2 separate regions of the Mus musculus genome follow, and region 2 is linked to region 1. A link is a contact called in public Hi-C data. All regions are on one chromosome and are shown on one strand. Each heading gives the region's core, a stretch centred on a gene start, on an enhancer-like site or on the middle of the called end of the contact. The rest is flanking DNA. Distances are from core to core; before and after follow the strand shown.

Evidence for each region. A called contact is a pair of places that touch in the nucleus more often than the background predicts.
Region 2: a Hi-C map of centrocytes shows a contact between it and region 1, with 1.8 times the contacts expected there. The contact joins two enhancer-like sites. A contact is called at or near these places in 3 of 484 Hi-C or Micro-C datasets (CD4 T cells, centrocytes and nephron progenitors) and 6 of 115 datasets of contacts at active chromatin or transcription factors (the 230-238 cell line, CD8 T cells, the HPC-7 cell line and 2 more).

What each region holds. Positions count from the first base shown.
Region 1 is chr4:8,773,426-8,776,843 of GRCm38.p6, forward strand. All of the region lies in intron 2 of Chd7 (chromodomain helicase DNA binding protein 7), which reads left to right. Among named protein-coding and RNA genes, the nearest start is that of Gm46841, 58 kb to the left of the region's middle. Within about 2 kb of position 1,711, at least 88 of the 459 cell types and tissues checked have an H3K27ac peak or open chromatin away from gene starts, as enhancers often do. A contact at or near this core is called in the 230-238 cell line, CD8 T cells, centrocytes and 1 more, where this site is marked.
Region 2 is chr4:8,925,940-8,929,357 of GRCm38.p6, forward strand. No RefSeq gene overlaps it. Among named protein-coding and RNA genes, the nearest start is that of Gm46842, 17 kb to the left of the region's middle. Within about 2 kb of position 1,797, at least 119 of the 459 cell types and tissues checked have an H3K27ac peak or open chromatin away from gene starts, as enhancers often do. A contact at or near this core is called in the 230-238 cell line, CD8 T cells, centrocytes and 1 more, where this site is marked.

The DNA.
Region 1 (3,418 bases), core at 461-2,960:
ACAGCCTGGTCTACAAAGTGAGTTCCAGGACAGCCAGGGCTACACAGAGAAACCCTGTCTCGAAAAAACCAAAAAAACCAAAACCAAAACAAACAAGCAAAAAAGAATCTTTTTGCTCAACTAAACGTTTACTTCCCTGGGCTGGGTACCAGAGGCACAGAGAGCATGTGAGATGTTGCTGGACCCAGACTGAGGGTTGAGAGCGGACATCTGTGCTCACACCTGAGGGTGTGGTGAGACTTGATGTTCTTTGCAGCACTCAGCCTAAGGAGTGCATCTGTGTTCCATGCTCCTGTCCATCCTCCTATCCTTCAGAGAGCAGAGAACCAGAAGGTGTCAGTAGTCAGGCAGTATGGTATGCTGAGAGGTCCTTGGCTTTGGGAGGGCCTTGGCCCTGCCCGTACAGATCAGGGAAGGCCCCATGAAGAGAGTGGAGTGAGTGAACTGAGTGTTGCAGAGCAAGTGTGGATTTATGGAGAGGATTTGGAGACTGCTTCCATCTGTCCAAGCTCTAGATTGGGAAAGAGCAAAGTGCCTTGGTGTGACTGCCATGGTGGTGCATGGGTGAAGGGGCTGGTGGCCAGCTGGAACGTAGCACAGGCAAGGCCCTAATCCTTGGTGCTGGGGGATTCTGACTTGTGTAGCTGGCAGGGAGCCCTAGGTGGACTGTGCAGAAGTGTAGTCCATTTACACTGATAGTGGCCATTCAGAAAGACTCCCGGGGCTTCAAAACCATGAGATGAATGAGAAGCAGTTCTGTCCCGGCCTGGACTGCAGAAACATGGAAGAGACATGTTACCTGGAGGACTTGGGGGAGGCAAGTGTTAACTGGTAATGGACAGAGCCAGGTAGAGGGAGGGAGGCAGATTTCTGATTGGGTCAGGAAACCCAGGTGTGGAAGTCAGTTTAGCTGAGGGAGGTGACTTTAGTGTGCAGATCCTGGGATGTCACCAGGCAGCCTGGAGTCTTCCTGGGAACTGAGCACCTGGCTCTGTCCTGTGGTGAATGGACTCATGAGTGCTGTCAGAACCTAAGAGAGTAAAGAGACAAATTCTAGACAGCATGAATGAGGGGAGCCATGCGGGTGAGAGGATCCAGCTAAGAAAATGGATCAGTGCAGTCCCTCGCTTGGAGTTTTACAAATTTCAAATCTATAGAACTGTTGGGAAAATATTACAATAAGAACCAGATGACAATTCTGGGTCCTGGAGGTGGATAGAGAACCAGGAAGTTTTTCCTCCCCTCTCTCAGATGACTGTGGCCATGTCAGAGTGGATATTGGGCAGGACTGTTGGAGAGAGGGGCCCACAGCTTAGGGTAGAGGTCTGAGCTGGAGGCAGGACTTTGCAAAGCACCAGGCTAGAGGTAGTATGCGGACTTGGAAACATGGTAGAGATGAGACTGGCGCACCGCAGAAGTGACAGGTGGGGAAGATAAGCCAGGCAGAAAGTGTAAGGAAGGAGGGGAAAGGGCCATCCTGGCCGGCTTGAAAGAGGCAGCCAGAGTGAGCAGCTGTGTGGGCTGTTGCTGGTAGGTCAGGTGAGCTGAGGAGCCAGCCAGTGGGGGTGGGGTCACCTTGGCAAGAGAGAGAGAGAGAGAAAGAGAGAGAGAGAGAGAGAGAGGCGCTGTGGAATATTAATGTGGTTAGAGCAGACTGAAGAGCACTGGAGGAGAGGAAGTGAAGACAGCAAATGTCGTTGCTCTTTCAAGGACTCTTCTCTACAGGGGAAGAGAGAAGCGGGTGAGAGTGGGAGGAAGATGTGTCAAGAGGCTCAGTAAATACCTGAAATAGTTAGCGCACGACACGGGGCAGAAGGCTGTGCAGATGGGGAGGACTGGCCATACAGGAGGCACACGAAGGAGGAGGTTGGTGGATACTCCCCAAGGCAGACTTCTAAACCATTACTTTACAGAGTTGCTGCAAGGGTCCTCTGTCAAAGTGGCCAGAATAGGGATAGCCTTGGCTGTGCTGAAGGCTTCCAAGGCTCTGGGCACCTGCCGGTGCTCATCAGTGCTGCTGTGCCCTGGCCCCTGACTCCTGGTTCTGCTGCATGCCCCTGGCTCTTCTGTGTGTGCTGGGAAGAATTTGGGAGCCTGGAGGCTTCCTGGTCACAATGTCCCAAGGCCAGTGTCCAGCCTCCAAGGTCTCACTAGAGCTTTTCCCAGTGAACCTTCTCCACCTCCAGTCTCCTGACCGCATCTGGTCTTCTGCTGGGGTTGAGGCTGGGCAGCCTCGGGCCTTCAGTGCCTTCTGCTTCTCCTCCTGTCTGAGGATTAGTCATTAGGGTGTAAGACTTCTCAGTTCACAACCTGTGTGGATTTTGTCTACCTAAGCCTTACTATTCTGGGCATAATGGGCACCATTTTATACATATCGTGGGAGGACTGGAGGCCCGGTGGGGGCCTCTCAGAGTTTTCCTTCTGCACCTTTGAGTTCGTCACTGTCCACGGCCTAGTGTTACGTGTGACTTCTCATAGAAGTATATACTGTAATTGGATATCTCTTCCCGTGGCTCCTCTCATCCAAGCTTTGCTTTTGTAGTGGAAAAAAATACATATTACTGGAAGGTTTCACTTAGGTTTCCAGTTCTGGAATATTTTAATCTAGTCTTCATAGATCTTCAGATTAATTTTGTTTTTGTTTGTTTGAGAAACTTCACTAGTACTTCCTCTGAAATTACCTGTACTCCTCACAGCCCATCTTACTGGTGCTTATTTTGATAACTCTAACCCAACAGTGCCAAACGACCTTGAGAAGATTGTGTAGCAATACCGATACATAAATATTGCTTAAAACCCCTCTGAATGGGAATATCAGTCTTCTTTTCCTTTTTCTCTTAAATTATATTTTAAATGAGAATGTTAGAATACAGGTGTTGGTACTTTAGGCAAAGTGAAAATATCTGATCGGAAGTCACCTGAAATACTATATTTTCGACACAGTAGTGAAGGTAACAGAAATAGATTACTCAGTGCTAAATATTTTCAGGTGGACAGTATCTCAGTGAAGCCAAGGGTGTTGCTGAGTGGATGCTGGTCCTAAGACCACGCTGACTTACACAGCTGTTTAAACTCTAGCAGCTTGACTCAAAGGGTACTGCTGTTTTATAACTGTATTTAAAAATCTGTTCCTCTTTTACTCCCTCAAACTGAGCTCGGAGATATAATGGGACCCATTATAGGTAAAAGGTCTGTGACTCAGCCATCCAGCTACTCAAACTCTGGGCTCTTTTAATTGCCACCATTAAAGCTTTAGTACTTTTATCTCATAAAAATAGATATCATTGATGTAAAATGTGTGCCTGTTGAAGATACATGTGTACCTCTGCCCTCACAGTTAGCTAATCAGCCAGCCATCTGAGTTCTAAGTTAGTTGGGTTTTATGCAAATGAGAACATGACATAGATCACAAATTTTG
Region 2 (3,418 bases), core at 547-3,046, 150 kb after region 1:
TCTTGGGTTCTATGAGAAAGCAGGCTGAGCAAGCCAGGAGAAGTTAGCCAGTAAGCAGCAGCAGCCCTCCATGGCCTCTGCATCAGCTCCTGCCTCCAGAATCCTGCCATGTTTGAGTTCCAGTCCTGACTTCCTTTGGTGATGAACAGCAGTGTAGAAGTGTAAGCTGAATAAACCCTTTCTTCCCCAACTTGCTCTTTGGTCATGGTGTTTTGTTGCAGCGAAAGAAAATCTAACTAAGCCAGTGACACTGTAAAGGCCAAAGTCCACAGTTCAAGATGCTGTAGTTTAAAGCATAGGAGAGGATGTGTCACATGCAGGCTATGTGCAAATACTACATCAGTTTATACAATAGGCATGGGCATCACAAGATGCTGAGGTCCTCAGGGGTTTCTGAGGATACTGATGGAGAAAATGTAGCCGTGAAGATGACATAGTCTAGTTTGCAAGGCAGTAAGGGACCTGTGTAAAGTGTAAAGTGCCCAAGTGAAAACCAAAGCACTGCAGAATTTGCGCTGCTATTTTTAGACTCTGCGACCAAGAAAGGCTTCTTAACTACAGGAGTTACACTGAGGAAAGTCTGGAGGCCAGGGAGAACATCTTTTGGGTGAAGGCATCAGTGATAGAACCTGATGGACCAGGCGAGAAGTTGCATGGAAAGGTGTACCCAAAGATAGATGCTTGCCTTCTAAAACAGCAGTTGTTACAATCTCTGAATTACTCTACCGCTCTAGTCTCAGATGGCTTTGATGTTTGGTTCTCCAGTCACCCACTTCCTTTCCTCAGCTCTAGTGTAGAGGCTAGGCGGGAGGGAAGCTTAGCTTTTTACTCTCTGGGGAAGCCTGATGAAGCGCGGTGGGTGGGGCTAGGTGACTGTTCCTAGCTCTGGGTTCTGCTGATCTCAGTAATAACGCACAGGAAGTGCTAATTCTAATGAAAGGAGGTGACAGTGGTCATGAGAGTCCCCAGGAGAAAGGGGACAAACCGAGGCAAAAGCTGAAACTAGGTTTTAACCACAGCAAAAAGTGCTGGTGTTCATTACAGTTGCTGACTTTAATGAACAGCAAGCATGTGAGGTGCCATGCTCCTTAGTAGGCCAGAATCCCATGCGTTCAACAGGCAGTTGGCGCTATGGAGCCTGCCCTTGTTCTTACTGATTGATCATCGTTACTCCCCAGCCCTCCAAGCTGTCCTTGGTACTGGGCTGCAGTTGGCAGAGACTCCTTCTCCCAGTTTTGTCTGCAAGTGGCCATGCTCCTTGAGTTTCTACTTCCTTTTGAGGAGAATAAGGAAAAATGGATTTTTTTTTTAAACTTTCTCATCTCTTGGTGAGGGGCCTTGTGAGCCTTTCCTCTAATGTCCAACTGCTTGGCTTTCTGCGTTCTCTTTGTTGTTGTTTAAGACTGGCTCCACTGACATATAAGAACACCTGCCGCTTCCCCCAGGGCTGACAGGGGAAGCTGTTGTTCTAAATCCAAAGCAAACACTAGTGCCACTGGGCAGCTGGCCTCCCCAGGAGCACAGGTGAATGGGGGTGGGGGGAGGGGTGACAGTGGCTTACTTGTCCTGGAAAGGGGCCATTAGAGGTCTGATCCCCAGGGACTGGCTTCCTCTTACAGCTTCCCTGGAGCAGCTGTGGTGAGGAGGAAGGGTGCAGAATTGACTCCGTTTTGGAAGAGTGGAGAGGCTGTCATCTCGTCTTCTCTTTTCAGGAAGATCTCCAGGGGTGGGTGGGAGGCAGCAGTTCCACTCAGCCACGTGTCCCCAGCATGCTCACACAACATCTTAAGCGACCGGCTGGCCGGAAGGGAGACAGTGCTGAGGGAGAGGATGTGGTTATTCTTCAAAACCCTAGTTCTGTTAAAGGACTTTAAAAAATGGTTGCAAAACACATTCACATTACAGTTTAATACATTTATGCCCATTAAAACATGGTGATCATGAACATTGTGTGTGTGTGTGTGTGTGTGTTTCTGGGTATTACTAGATGCAAGAGGTGGAGTTACACACTACACTTCCATGGTCAGTGGTTGTCTAGTGAGGTTTACCAATAAAGCCACCCTATCTCCCTGTCCTGGCTTTATAGGGTTGTCATAACCAAGTGCCAGAGACACATTGAAGTTTATATCCTACAGTTCTGAAAGGCTGGGAATCCAAGGTCAGAGTGTTCATGGTTGCAGATGTCTGTCTTCTTGTGTCTTTCCATGACTTTTCCTTCTGTGTCTGTCCCATGCTCCTTTATAAACTTGCCAGAGATGGCAGATCATGGCCCACCCAAAATGACTCTATTAACATCACCTCTTTCAAAGGCCTTGCCTCCATATACACCCTCATTTTTGAATAATTGGAGTTAGGGCTTTAACATAGAAATGTGTATGTGGAAGGACAGCAGACCTCTGACTTGAGACCCTTATGCCTTAACCATCCATCAACGACGTGGCAGGTGTATGATGTGCCTGGCCACTTGATGGCTTTCCAGAATTAGTCTCATCCTGATTACTTCTTCAAGATGAGGAACACCCAACTATAAAACTAAAGCATGCAGCGCTGTGGAGTTAAGGTAACTACATTTGTTTCTCGGCATGGAAGGTGTAACGTAGTGGTGGAGTAATTTCCTGACATAAAATGACTAAAGGAAAAACACTTTCTGTTTCATGAGTTTTATTGTTGCGTGTTGTTCCATCACCCTTATCATTAAAAATTACAGGCACAGATGTTACTTTTAGTATAGACTCATCATAGTCTCCTCATGTTGGAGTAAGAAGCCCAGATCCAGGGCAGGGGCCGGCGCAAGCTGCCAAGACCTGCCCAGACCCAGCCAGAATCTACTTGCTCTACTGGGCAGGTGTAAGCCCTTGGGGTTGGGGGTTGGCCTGCTTCTTGGACTTATACAGATATGGAAAAGAGACTGTAGTTATTAAATGAGATGGCCTCTGATCACGAGTTGGGACTTTTTTACTTTTCTCAGAGAATACTTGCCTTTGTTTGTTTTTCTGATCAATCTTGAAACCAGTAGTGCCGACTCCACCTCCGCAACAGCCACCCACTGGCTCCCTTCACAGCTCCACCCACAACACCCACTCATGCAAACAAGAACAGAGAAGGCTCAGGGATTCTTCCTGATTCTGGCGAATATGCTGTAACCCCTTCTTTATAGAAAATAGCATAAATGGCCCCCTACAGCGCTGCTGGCTTCAACAGGAGGTGTGGGTGGGCTGGCTTTTCCTGGCTCGCCACTGGATCACCTCCACCCAGCTGCTCCAGAAAGCTCCTGACAAAGCTCACCCGGGAAGTGCTGCCCGGTCTGCAGGAATTGGCCGTCGCCACGCGTTTGCAGCATACACCGATCTGAATTTCGAGAGTCTGATGTGAACAGACATCATAAGTTGCATCGATGTCACCGAAGGCCAACTAGTGA